Regions from separate parts of the Hordeum vulgare genome. Here region 1 is linked to region 2. Evidence: chromatin contacts called from public Hi-C data. All regions are on one chromosome and are shown on one strand. Each heading gives the region's core, a stretch centred on a gene start, on an enhancer-like site or on the middle of the called end of the contact. The rest is flanking DNA. Distances are from core to core; before and after follow the strand shown.

What was found. Hi-C and Micro-C count contacts between places; a contact is called where the count stands out from the background.
Region 1: a contact with region 2 is called in a Hi-C map of leaf, with 6 times the contacts expected there. The contact joins the enhancer-like site here to the promoter of LOC123395940 in region 2. A contact is called at or near these places in 2 of 6 Hi-C or Micro-C datasets (leaf and seedling).

What each region holds. Positions count from the first base shown.
Region 1 is chr5H:41,778,726-41,786,288 of MorexV3_pseudomolecules_assembly, reverse strand. No RefSeq gene overlaps it. Among protein-coding and RNA genes, the nearest start is that of LOC123396363, 43 kb to the left of the region's middle. Within about 2 kb of position 1,373, at least 3 of the 3 cell types and tissues checked have open chromatin away from gene starts, as enhancers often do. A contact at or near this core is called in leaf and seedling, where this site is marked.
Region 2 is chr5H:41,427,694-41,434,753 of MorexV3_pseudomolecules_assembly, reverse strand. LOC123395940 (L-galactose dehydrogenase) reads right to left here and starts at 2,213. Exons shown (of 5, transcript XM_045090963.1): 1 at 1,965-2,213; 2 at 1,647-1,875; 3 at 1,246-1,545. The coding sequence starts at 2,125.

The DNA.
Region 1 (7,563 bases), core at 124-2,623, 350 kb before region 2:
TATGGTCTAAACCCTAATCACAATGAGCTAAATGTGTCCTACAAGCTATGCCCCCTTGGCTTATATAGATACCAGGGATGCTAGGGTTACACAAAGTTGGTTACAATAGGGAAGGAATATGCCGATCACTACGTCGCCTTGAATTGTACGCCAAGTGTTCTCAAGAGTCTATCTAGATTCCGATACTTCTAATGGCGGTCGAACAGGCCCAGGGGTCCGGCCCATGAGAGTAGGAAGACGGATCGAGGACCCTCTAATCCCGGATTACCTCAATGGGTGCCTCCGACCACTTGCCCTCACGGGGATCTAGCTGAGCGACACCTGCCTTCATGCAGATTTTCTCGAGTGAGCGCTGTCGCGCCGCCATAGGCCACCGGAAGGAGCGTCCCGCGGCTCTTCCTCGGCTGGCTCGTGGGGGTGGGTTGGCTGGTGGGCGAGGGTGGGAAGAGAAAAGAAGGATATACTCTCTCTATTCCTAAATATAAATCATTTTAAATGTTTCACTAGAGGACTACATATAGATGTATATATAGACATATACTTTAAAGTATAGATTTGCTTACTTTATTTCATATGTAATCCTCTAATAAAATCTTTAAAAGACTTATATTTATAATCGGAGGGAGTAGATGGGATGTGAAAGGTGGATGAGAGATGAGCCAGTCTCGACACAAACGAACGAGGAGGACCCAAAAAACGTTCGGTTTATGTTTGTTTCGCTTTAAATTTGATCCAAATTTAAGATGAAATGGATCACAACGGACATAAATGGGACGGAGAATGAAAATGAGTGCTTGTACTGGGCACTGTTTTTTATTTGCGCGAACATAGACTGACGCTGCCGGACCAAATGTGTTGGTGCGTGGGAGTTGTTATTAGCCCGGTTCAAAATTCCATCGGCACGGTATCTATTGACGATTTTTCACCCTATATCTACGGAGGGTTTCTGTATGCGGGTACAGGCCACAGGGCCGCTGCCACGGCAGGGAGTCCGTATCGCCGCAGGCAGGATACCGGCCGCCGGACTCCTCGCCGTCGCGTCCACCGTCCACGGCCCGGCGACCGAGAAAGCCGCACCATATCATCTCGGCTTTGGCTCTTCTCTCCTCTCCCCCGTGATCCCGTCTGCACCGTTGCCTGCACAGCTGCACTGCATGCATGGCTGTGTGATGCATGGTGATGGTGATTGGCACGCAGATGCACAGCATGGAACTGGACCCCATGCAGCAGATTCGATGCATGCAGCTGAAGCATACATGTCTTGGCTCGTTCGGCTGATGGGGTGGAAAACCCGACGGCCCCCGCCTCCGCCCCCGCGCCGGACGTGACTGATTGCGACCGCGGTGGTCGTTTCGGTTCATGGCCGCTGATGATCGGCTTGCTGCTCCGGGGCCCAGCTCAGAGCTGCCGCCGATCGGTGCCTCGACTCGGGCTGCTCCGTGAGTAGATACTTCCTCCGTCCGGTCCAGCAAAGAGTGTACATTTTGCTTTAAAATTTGTATACAGTTATCTTTTCAATGCATTTTGAAATAACAAAATAACAGTTCAGTAATGGCAAAGAGAAAAAAGAAGAACAAAGAGAAATGACCGGGCCTCCCACGCGGTTGGACCGTCCCACCTGGGCTCTCCCTTACACAAGGCTTGCCCTGTGCTTGCTTAAAGCTATGCCTGTATATAGCTCGGGCCGGTTAAAACAAACCCGATGCTAAAATCCCAGGCCTGAGGCTGGCCCGGCCCATCATTGGGCCTAAATATGGGGCCCAAACCCGGTCTGACCCCAAACAAGCCTGACAAGGCACGACCGGCCTGCTCTGAATGTGGCTTAAATTTGTTTTGGCATACACCCGATCCCAACCTGAACAGAACGTCGGGCTGAACTTCACGACTCGAGCCTGACCCGATGGCAAAAATAGGCCCAGCCCAACCCAGAATCTTTGGGCCGGGGCGGATCAGGCCGTTCAGGCCGAGCTATTTATGGCCGAGTATACTTATAGCACCCACCGCTTCGCGTAGGTTAGGCTCGGCCAGTGGTTTTTGGTTTAAGGTTCTAGAACCTTTCCAAACCTGGTTTTTTCTATGTTTTTCTTTTTCCTTTCCCAAATCACAAACATTTTCTGAGATCTTGGAAAGTTTTCTCAAATTGGCTAACAAATTCTCAAATCCATCAACGTCTTTCAAAATTATTTTTTTGTTCTTTGAATTATAACCTTTTCATAAAAAAAATTATTTATAAAGTTGAAATTTTTTCATCATATTCAAAAATCTTTGTTAAATTCGAAATATGATTTTGAATCCAAATTTTCCCATCTTATTCAAAAAAAATCGTCAAATTCAGAATCTGTTCTTGAAATCAAACTTTGTTCATCTAGTTCAAAAAAAATGTTCGTCGATTTTAACATTTGTTCGTCAATTTTGAAAAAGTTCATTTAATTTAATTGTTTTTCACGAGATATATAAAGTGTTCATAAAATATTAATTTTTTCTTCCTCTCAGAAACTTTCCATCGAAAATTTAAAATATGTTCATGCTTTCAGAAAACGTGAAGTTGAATTCGTGAGAATATTTTGAATTTCTTTTTTTTTTGCAAATCCCAAAATTTTTAAAGAAGCGAAAGACAAAATAAAGGAAACCAAATAAATATAAACGAAAAAACTGGGGAGCCCCGTCCCGCACCTGGCCCGACTGCCTTCTTATCCGTCGCGCAGGCTGTTGTATAGAGCATTTACTATTTGGAGCTGCAGTGTTGGTTAGCGTCCATATTGTTAACAGGCGCTTGCAGCGTTCGTAATTGGACCTGTCATATATATTCAACTGGAAGGCAGCTTTCTCCAGTTTTGTGAAGCCTCTAAAAGCTTTCTACCGTTCTTTTGTTTAGGTTTTTTAAGGACTGGCTTTTGTTCGTTTTTATATTTTTCTTTTTGTTTGTTTCTTTTCTTTACTCTTTGACCTTTTCTTTTCCATTTCCTTTTTATTTTTTAGAAAAAGCACAACTATTTTAAAATTGGATCAACCATTTTTCAAACAATAAACTTTTTTCAAAAATTCATTGAACTTTTCTGCATATCGATGAACTTCTTTTGTATTTCGATGAACTTTTGAAAAATTGATGCTTTTTCCTCTGAAAATTCAGAATATTTTCCAAAATTGATGAACTTTTTAAAGATTTGTGAGCGTTTCCCAGTTCAATGAACTTTTTGAATTATCCATGAGCATTTTTTAAAATTTATGAACTTTTCTCTGAAAATTGATGAACCTATTCTGAATCGATGAACTTTTTAAAGGTTTGTGAACATTTTTTAATTCAATGAACTTTTTTGAATTTCAATGAAAATTTGAAAATGGGATAATTATTTTTGAATTTTTCTATTTTTTTACTTGGTTTCTTTTTTCGGGTTTTGTGAACTTTTTAAACCCACAAAGATTTCTTAATAAACTCATGATTTTTTTATTTCAAGAAAATATTGAAAATCGTAAATACAGTTCTTAATGGGCAGGACGCCCTTCTCGGAATGCTCCCGTTATATAGGAGCTCCATAAATTCGCATGTGACGCATTGTTCTTAAAGAAAAGGCTAATTTTCTCTTAAATTATAGCACGACGATTGCTCTAAAACTAATATGTGGACGAGGGCACGAGGGGGATAGCAAGCGCTCACGCCCATCCCTCATGGGTGTGCTTGCTGTTGAACAGTCCTCGTGGGCCAGCTTTTAAAAATGTGGGTTTTTTTATATAGAAAACCTAGAACTATAAAAAAGCATGAATTTAATTTTTTTCATGAATTTGAATTTTTTTCACAATCTCAAAAACATTGACGGGTTCAAAAAGAAAAGGTTTATGGATTGAAGAAAATCATGAACTCGAAGATGCTCACGAATTCGGAAAATTTTCATGGCTCTGAAAATGTTCATCGATTTCGAAAAACAATGTTCATGAATGCGAAAAAGTTTGTGCACTTTGAAAAAACAAAGGGTCACGGATTTGAAAAAAGATCATTGGTTCTAAAAAGAGAGTTCACAAATGGCAAAAAGTTCACAGATTCTGAAATAACAATCTCAGATTTGGAAAATGTTTGAGGATTTGAATATATTCATGCATTTCAAAAAACCTAATGAATTTGAAAAAGTTCACATTTAAAAAAAAATCATATGTTTCAAAAAATAAGGTTCATGAATTATAGGAAAAGTTGACGAAATTTGAAGATTTTTTAATTTGAAAGAAGTTTGCTCATTCCAAATATTAAAATAATTTTTTAAAAATAAGGTTTCTTTGCGGGGAATGGGGCCCGCATAAGAAAAGCGTCATACGAGCGCGAATAGGAATTGCAAGCTGGCATGTTCACAAGAAGAAGAAAATGAGCACGGGACGATGAATCATTGATTATACACAACCACACTTGGAATTAACCTGTCAAAATAATGTGTAGATTGTATTTGTTCAAAAGAAAAAATCTTGTAATCTAAATGGACTGATCTTTGCATGGGTTTTTCTGGGAGTTTGATTCTAGGTACGCTTCTCGATAGTCTTGCCGGTTTTTGACAAGGAGTACATCGAGAGTGCAACCAAGATATTTAAGTTTCTTGGCGGAGCACGAAAATTGCAAAGTTTTGATGGTTAAAATGATGAGAACTTATATTCTAAAGTTTTTTTTATGTTGGATAACGTTGTATGGAAATCAAAATTTTCATACACACATGCAAGATCTATCCATAGAGATGCATATGTACGAGAGAGGAGTGTATCTACTATTGGGAACGTTCATTGAAAAACAAATTTTTTCCTACGCACACATAAGATCTATCCATGGTGATGGTCATCTACGAGAGGAGAGATCGGATCCACATACCTTGTAGATTGCTAAACGAGAAGCGTTAAGAAACGCACTTGATGTAGTCAAACATCTTGGCGATCCAAATCGCGAGCCGTCCCGCGATCCATTCATGATCTAGTGCAGAACGAACGACACATCCGCGTTCAGCGCACGCACAGCTCGATGACGATATCCGCCTTCTTGATCCAGCAAGAGGGGCGAAGAGGTGGATGAATTGTCCGACAGCACGACAGTGTGGCAGTGATGTTGGAGGAGCTGATCCGGCGGGGCTACGTCGTGCACTGCCGAACTAGCCTACGAGGTGTCACAAAGTAGTGGAGGAAGAGGGGATGCGTCGTAGCTTGTGGTGCGACTAGCCTCTCTCCTGTCCACTATATATAGGTGGGAGGGAGGGGTGGCGCCCTAGGGTTGGCCGGCGGCACAAGGGGGAGGAGCCCTCCTCGAGTTCGGTTTGGTAGTGGAGGAGTCCTCCTCCTAGTAGGATTGCCCCACCTCCTCTCTTCTTGGCGCATAGGCCCGTGAGGTTGGTTGCCCAGCCCACTAGGGGCTGGTCCACCACCTCTTGGGTCTATGTGGTCCCCTCCGGGTGAGTGGCCCCTCCCGGTGAACCCCCGGAACCCATTCTTCACCCCTGGTACTTTACTGGAAATGTCCAAAATCATTCCGGCATCCAAATATACCTTTCCTATACATCAATCTCCGTCTTCAGACCATTCCAAAACTCCTCATGATGTCCGGGATCTCAACCGGGACTCCGAACAACATTCGATCACCAATATACATAATTCAATTATACCGAAACATCACTGAATCTTAAGTGTGTAGAATCTGCGGGTTCGAGAACTATGTAGACATGAGCGAGACACTCTCCGGTCAATAACCAATAGAGGGACCTAGATGTCCATATTGGCTCCTACATATTCTACGAAGATCTTCATTGGGTGAACCTCTATGTCAAGGATTCAGTTAATCCCGTATATTATCCCCTTTGTCCTTCGGTATGTTACTTGCCTGAGATTCAAATGTCGGTAATACAAAATCCCGTGACCAACTCTTTGGTCACATTGCTTGCAAGGCTTGTTGTGATGTTTGTATTAATTACCGAGTGGGCCCTGAGATACCTTTCCGTCACACGGAGTGACAAATCCCAGTCTTGATCCATGCTAACTCAACAGACACCTTCGGAGATACCTGTAGAGTACCTTTATAGTCACGCAATTACGTTGCGATGTTTGATACACATAAGGTAATCTTCCGGTGTCAGTGAGTTACATGATCCCATGGTCACAGGAACATATACGTGACATTTAGAAAACAATAGCAATAAACTGACACGATCACATGCTACATTCATAGTTTGTGTCTTGTCCATCACACCATTCTCCTAATAATGTGATCCCATTATCAAGTGAAAACCCTTGTCTATGGCCAAAAAAACCTTGACCATCTTTGATTAACTAGCTAGTCCAATACATGCTTACTAGGGAGAGTGTGTTGTCTATGTATACACACGTGTATTTGAGTTTCCAATCAATACAATTCTAGAATGGATAATAAACGATTATCTTGAACCAGGAAATATAATAATAACTATTTTATCATTGCCTCTAGGGCATATTTCCAATATCTACATACCCTTATAGACCGCTAAGTGAAAGTGTATATAACGCGATTGATGTCATCATACTCTTCAAGATCCAACCCGATCGAGCGCCTAACGGATGGCACCTCCACGTTCAGCACATGTCCGGCTTGATGATGTCTCCGCTTCCTCGATCCAGAGAGCGAGGGAGAAGTAGTAGACGGGTTCTCAACCAGCACGACGACATGATGGAGACGGTGGTGAAGCAGTGCAAGCAAGGCTTCGCCAAGCGCTACTAGAACATCGACGGAGGAGCAACGGAGCAACGAGAGAGAGAGAGAGCCGCCAAGGGTTTGGTGTGTCCTCTTAGGGCGTCCCCTCCCCTCTATACATAGGTGGAGGGGCATGAGGAATAACCCCTCCAAACCCTAGGGCACAGCCATGGGGGAGGAGGTGGAACCGAGTCCTTCTCCTTTCCTTCCATACAAAGGTGGACTTTCCACCTCTTCCAAGCCACATGGGCCTTGAGGGACTTGTGTGCCTCGCTCAATAAGGCCAGGGTGCGTCCCCTTAGACCCTTCTCACCCTTGGAACATGGTGAAACCCTTGGTTGCCTTCTTGACTCCTCCAAAAGATTCCGGAAACTTCTAGAAGCTTCCCGGTACAATATCGAAAAAACCCAAAACTTTTTGTGTAGCCAAAATATGACTTCCCATATGTAAATCTTTATCTCTAGACCATTCCGGATCTCCTCGTGACGTCTGGTCTATCATACGGGACTCTAAAAAATATTCTGTCACCAACATTCATAACCCAATACTACTATATCGTCCTTGAACGTTAAGCGTGCGGACCCTATGGGTTCAAGAATCATGTAGACATGACTGATACACCTCTCCAGTCAATAACCAATAGCGGGACCTCGATGCCCATATTGGTTCCTGCATATTCCATGAAGATATTTATCGGTCGAACCATGATGTCAAGGATTTAGTTAATCCTGTATGTAGTTCCCTTTGTCCATTGGTATGTTACTTGCCCGGGATTAAATAGTCAGCATCTCCATACCTAGTTCAATCTCGTTACCGGCAAGTCTCTTTACTCGTTCCATAATACAAGATCCATGAATAACTCCTTAGTCACATTGCTTGCA
Region 2 (7,060 bases), core at 964-3,463:
GCGCTAGGCGCCGCGTTCAGCTCATATCTCTCCTAGGCGGCCTTCAGCCGCCCCATCAACTCCTCGAGCGCCAGGGTGTTGAGGTTGACCAAGGTCTCAATCGCGCACACCATCTGCGAGTACGCACTGGGAACGACCAAGAGGAACTTCCAAACGACAGCAGGCTCGCCGATCTTATCACCTAGGAGCTCGAGTTGTGTGACAAAGGAAGACAGGCGCATACCGAAATCGTCGATGCTCTCGCCGTCATTGAACTTGATCGCCTCGTACTGACGACGGAGCGTTGTCGCCTTGGCCTCACGTACGCGGCTCACGCCCAGCCGCATCGTCTTGATGGTGTCCCAGGCATCCTTCGTCGTGTCCTTCATGGCGAGCGTGGACGCCATCTCCGGCGGCACAGACCGCAGCAGGCACTCCATTGCTGTGTGATCTGTCTCCCGCTCCGTGGTCCCTTCATTGATGGCGACCCAGAGTTGGCGCGCCTCGAGCATCACCTGCATCAGGAGCGCCCAGTCACCGTAGTTCGTACGTGTCAGCATGGACCACGCCCCGCCGGTGTCGCAGACGACCCTCTGGTGCACAACCATGGCGCCGTCGTTGTTCCCCACCTCCGTCGGGTTCTTCGGGCTGCCGCGTCCCGTCATCTCCACAGGTCGATCAAGCAACTAAGCTTTGATGCCAATTGTCAGACGGCCCCGCCCTCGACTAACTCCAGCGATCACCGGAGGGTAAGAGAGGAAGAAAACGAGCGAGACTAAAGAAGGTTTTGCGCTGCAAACTACTGCAGCTTTTCTGCTCTGTTTCTCTTTTTTATTCGAAACTTTGCAACAGAATACAACGGAAATACAGGCCACGATCGGGTAGTGGACGCCGCCATCCCAGTGCCCCCCACGCATCGCCCGTCATGGCGCCTTGACCGTGCACTCGTGCCATCCCACAATCGGGTCAAGGCGCCGCAGAAAACGCAACTGAACCGAGGCGCAGCTCGGGCTTATTTTGACGAAAACAAAACTCTAGGACTGACGAAACTGAAACTTTTTGACACTTAAACACTAAACCTGAACTGAAGTTTATGCTAACAGAAGCATGCTATAATGTGTTATGCATTAGTCGTTTTCTTGATAAAATATGATGGTACCAGTATCTTACATCTCGTTGTTCTACGGACAATAGGTAATTGTGAAGAAATAGCTTGTCCTGCATATAGTCAGATGAAAATGAACACAAATCATATTACAGCAATACCTTGAGTTCTTCTGGTGCAGGGTGCCACTCAGGTGGCCCGTTATCCGTGAGAAGCCCCATAGCAAGGGGTGAAGCAGTGATCACCCCAACACCTTTGCTCTTTAAGTACGGTAGCAAATCCACAAGAGCAGTATCATTGATTCCGTAGTGGCAGTAGGACAGAACCAAATCTACGGAGCAGGGAGGCACCCGGTCAAGCACGTAGGTGAAGATACTCAACGGCAATCCAGTAATTCCAATGAACCGCGCCTTCCCACTCTCCTTGATCTTTTGGAGCGCAGGAATCGTCTCGTTCACAATCTGCAAACATCCAAACAGCAATGCATAGTGTTACAGAATCAATCATGGGTTAAGGCTGCCAGAGGGAATCTGTCGAACAAGTGGTGGGCGGCGAGACCGACCTGGTCCAGGTTGGTGAACTCGATGTCGTGGCAGTGAAGGATGTCGACGTAGTCGAGCCCGAGGCGCGCGAGGCTCTCGTCGACGCTGCGCGTGACGCGGGCGGCGCTGAAGTCGAAGCCCTCCTTGTAGCGGCCGCACTTGGTGGCGACCACGAAGCTGTCGCGCGGGACGCCCGCGAAGCGGAGGCAGTCCCCGAGCACCGACTCCGAGACCGTGCCGCCGTAGTACCTGGGAAGAACAGCGCCGGCTCAGGCCCGCGGGAGGCGGGGGCGAAGGAAGGGGGGAGAGTGGCGGGGCGGGGCGGGGCGGGGCGTTACGGGGATGTGTCGAAGAAGTTGATGCCGAGGTCGAGGGCGCGGCGGACGGTGGCGCGGGCGACGTCGCGGGGGACGTCGCCGAAGACGTTGCCGAGCGGGGAGGCGCCGAAGCCGACGGGGCTGACGCGGAGGCCCGTGCCGCCGAGGGTGCGGAGCTCCATTGCTTGGGTTGGTGTTGGTTGCGGCGAGTGGAGGAGGTGGGTGGTGGTTGCCTTGCGCTGGCTGGTGGTCCAGCTCGTCGTGTCCTTGTCTTCTCTCGGCGGGGAATTTGCCGGAGAGATGATGAGGCGGCCTCCACGCGCTACAGTTCTTTTTTATCTCTACCACTACTGTAGTTAGGCCTGTTTGGTTTCAAATAAGTCACCAACTTATAAGTTAAAAAATGCAAAAAGTGACTTATTTTGTCAAACAGACCTAACTTATAAGTCATCCCAACTTATAAATCATAAGTTGCTCCACTCCAACTTAAAACTTATAAGTCATCCACTTTTGCATGAAAAGGTTATAAGTCAGATGACAACCAAACAGACGTGACTTATAAGTCACTGGTTTTAAGTCACCTGACTTATTGAAACCAAACATGGCCTTAGCATGCACGTGCATTCTTTTGAATTCAAAATTTGAATTTGGCTTTTTACGCAATTGTTGATTTTTGCATGGTATGCAGAATTAAAGAATCATAACTGTAGCAAACATTATACTTACAAATATTATGTTTGATATATTTGTAGGAGGAAAAATGTAGTCATTTGTTAGTAGTATTCACTAGTAGAAAAAGAGGCTTTCGGCCGGAGCTGCAAAAGCCATTAGCCCCGGGTCGAAATAAACCCGAGCGGTTCGAGCTGTCAGGGCCTCGCGGGGCAATAGTCCTCGTTCGGTTCGACGCATTAGTTCCAGTTCGTGTCAAAAACCGGGACTAAAGATCCAGCGACACACACGTGGCGTGCCCCGGCTGGAACCGGAACTAAATGGTAGGCTATTAGTCTTGGTTTTAGACAAAAACCGGGACTAAAGTTTTGCCTATGTATACCCTCGCCCGTGCCCATCCTCTCCTCTGTTTTTTGGTTGTTGAGGTGTGCATGCCATGCTCTTGCCACCCTTCTATTTCATGCACATGAGGTGTTTGATGAAATGCCCGAGCCACATTACTTAAGCTTTCTCCTCTCCAAGCTCGACCTCCAAGCTCCATTTTCCTCAATATTTGTCTAAGTTTGACGGTGCATCAACTACACAAGTGTTCTAAAAGGTTAGCTACTTCATCCTTTCATCTCTCAGTGCTAGCTTAGCTCATTTCAAATGCTCTAGAAGTAGAGTGGTTTGTGGGTTTTAGTGTAGGAGTGTATGTGGGAGTTATTTTGATTTAGATGCAAAATTTGAGCTCAAATTAACTTCTTAGAGTCTGCACATGTGTAGGGTGCCGTCCCGTGCTCGTCCTCACCGTTGTCGATCGCCCGCGCCGATCTCGTCACGAGCACCATCGTGGTGAGCCTCTTGTTCTTATCTTCTTTTTAAAAGAAAAAAATTTCTTACTTGTATGATTTAGATAGATACTTGTATAAATTACTTACTTTCATTATTTTTTGTTATTATATAGTGCGATGGTTTTGGTATCCGCCTCCGTCGGCCCTCGTCATGTCTATGATTCGGATGTGGTATATATTATCTTTTATAACTGTTTGTTTTATTTAGTGTTTATGACAATTATGACGACCAACGTGACATATATTTTTTAATCTAGGAGGTATGTGAATCGGAAATTCCAACCCACATAGAAATTCTTGTCGAGAAGTTAAATTTGGTTGAAAAAGAAAACAATTACTTGAAGAAAAAATTGAAAATAATTGAGGAGAAGAATATGGAACTGGAGTTGCATGTTGCCGATGTAGTCGATGATAGCAAGTTGAAGATGGATGCAATGCACTTGAAGATGGATGAAATGCGCTTTAAGATTATGAATATTAGAAAATATGTTATTGATAAAGAGGCTTGGTATCATTATGTTGTTGGGTCAATTGTTACATTAGTTGCGATTTTGATCGCATTTGTTGTTGCATTTAAATGTTTTACATAGTTGTATGTTGTTTTATGACAGAACTTTATGTAATTATTTTTGCAATAATAACATTTGACCACTACTGTGCTTTGGTTTTAATGTGATGATGAACTTGTATTAATTTAGTCATTTCTCTATTCATGATGTTCTGCAATAGTTTTTTGATATACTTAATTTCATAATACAGATGAACCGTCAATGTATGTACGGTGACCAACGCACTTTGGAGTACATTACGAACCGGGACTAATGCGCGAGTCACACTTAAGTTCACACAAAATGGTATCCTCGACCGAGGTTAGCAACGTTATCCTTTTTCATCTGTAATTGATACAAAAATATTGCATGTGTCCATGTACGGTGGTCATTTCACTATTCATGTATGATGCAGATCGATGCACGGAAGCGATTGATGTATGGCGAACAACGTGGTTCCGTATTTATTGCAGGCCTGCATAAATTTATCAATGTGGCTGAGGCAAACAAAGTAGATAATTTTATGCCTTGTCCATGTGTTGACTGTCAAAACGTGAAGGAGTACTCTAGCTCGAAAACCATTCAAGGCCACGTGTTTCGAAGAGATTTCATGCCCACATATTATTGTTGGACCATGAACGGAAAAATAGGGGTTATGATGAAAGACAATGAAGAAGAAGATGATGATGACAACTATCCTATGTTCACTGAAGAATACGGTGATACTGCAATGGAAGACAATGAAGAAGGAGGAGGTGAAGAACGACCGACATCATATGAGCCCGCTGATGGTCTTGGTCGGGTCATTTCTGATGCAAAGAGACAATGCGATACAGACAATGAGAAGCTGAAGTTGGAGGCCATGCTAAAGGATCATAAAAAGTTGTTGTACCCAAATTATGAAGATGGCAGCATATGTTAGGTAACGTAGCATAAATTCAAAATTTTCCTACGCCATATTCAGATCTTCCTATGGAGAGACCAGCAATGAGAGAGGGGTGGGTGCATATTCATACCTTTGAAGATCGTTAAGCGGAAGCGTTGCTAGAACGCGGTTGATGGAGTCGTACTCGCGGCGATTCAGATCGCTGTGTGATTCCGATCTAGTGCCGAACCACGGCACCTCCGCGTTCAACACACGTGCAACCCGGCGACGTCTCCCGCACCTTGATCCAGCAAGGAGGAGGGAGAGGTTGGGGAAGATCTCTGGCAGCACGACGGCGTGGTGTCAATGGAAAGACGAGGTCTCCCAGCAGGGCTTCGCCAAGCACCGTGGGAGAGGAGGAAGGAGGGGAGCAGGGCTGCGCCGAGGGAGAGGGAAAACCGTGTGCAAAACAGCCCCCAAACCCCCTCTATATATAGGAGGAGGGGAGGGGGCGCCACCCCTAAGGTTCCCACCCTAGGTGGTGCGGCAGCCCCCCAGATTGGAGGTGCGGCGGCCAGGGCAGGGGGAGGGGTTGGCGCACCCCTAGGTGGGCCTTAGGCCCACCAGTGCCTAGGGTTTCCCCCCTCTCCACCTCCTGCGCCTTGGACCTCTTTGTGGGAGGCGCACCAGCCCACTTTGGGCTGGTTGCCCTCCACCTTTTGGCCCATGCTACCTCTTGGGGCTGGTGACCCCTCCCGCTGGACCCCCGGGACCATTTCCGGTGGTCCCGGTGGTCCCGGCACGCTACTCGTGACGCCCGAAACATTTCCGGTGTCCAAAACCATCCATCCTATATATCAATCTTTAGCTCCGGACCATTCTAGAGCTCCACGTGATGTCCGGGATCTCATTAGGGACTCCAAACAACTTTCGGTAACCTCGTATAACAATTCCCTATAAACCTAGCGTCATCGAACCTTAAGTGTGTAGACCCTACGGGTTCGGGAAACAGGCATACATGACCGAGACACCTCTTCGGCCAATAACCATCAGCGGGGTCTGGATACCCATGGTGGCTCCCACTTTCTCCACGATGATCTCATCGGAGGAACCACGATGTCATGGATTCAATCAATCCCGTTACAATTCCCTTTGTCTGTCGATATAGAACTTGCCCGAGATTCGATCGTCGGTATACCTATACCTTGTTCAATCTCGTTACCGGTTAGTCTCTTTACTCATTCCGTAGCACGTCATCCCGTGACTAACTCCTTAATCACATTGAGCTCATGATGATGTTCTACCGAGTGGGCCCAGAGATACCTCTCCGTCACACGGAGTGACAAATCCTGATCTCGATTCGTACCAACCCAACAGGCACTTTCGGAGGTACCCGTAGTGTACCTTTATAGTCACCCAGTTACGTTGTGACATTTGATACACCCAAAGCACTCCTACGGTGTCCGGGAGTTGCACAATCTCACGGTCGAAGGAAAATACACTTGACATTAGAAAAGCTTTAGCATACGAACAATACGATTAATGTTATGCTTAGGATTGGGTCTTGTCCATCACATCATTCTCCCAATGATGTGATCACGTTATCAATGACATCTAATGCCCATGATCAGGAAACCATGATCATCTATTGATTAACGAGCTAGCCAACTAGATGCTTGCTAGGGACACATTGTGATCTATTTATTCACACATGTATTACTGTTTCCTGTTAATACAATTATCGCATGAACAATAGACGATTATCATGAACAACGAAATATGATAATAACCATTTTATTATTGCCTCTAGGGCATATTTCCAACAACATAAAGCTTGGTACCACATTGGAGCTGTTGAAATGGAAGGCAGCAACTGGTTTATCTGACAAGATATTTGAGAAGCTACTGAAAATATTGAAGCCGAAGCTTCCAAAGGATAACGAATTGCCCAAGACTACGTACGAAGCAAAGAAGGCTATCTGCCCTCTTGGATTAGATATGCAGAAGTTACATGCATGCATTAATGACTGCATCCTATACCGCGGTGAGAAGTACGAGAATATGTACAAATGCCTAGTATGTACTGCATGTCGGTACAAGATCAGACAGGATGACCCTGGTGATGTTGAGGGCTATGACGAGCCCCCCAGGAATAAGGTTCATGCTAAGGTTATGTGGTATGCTCCTATAATACGACGGTTG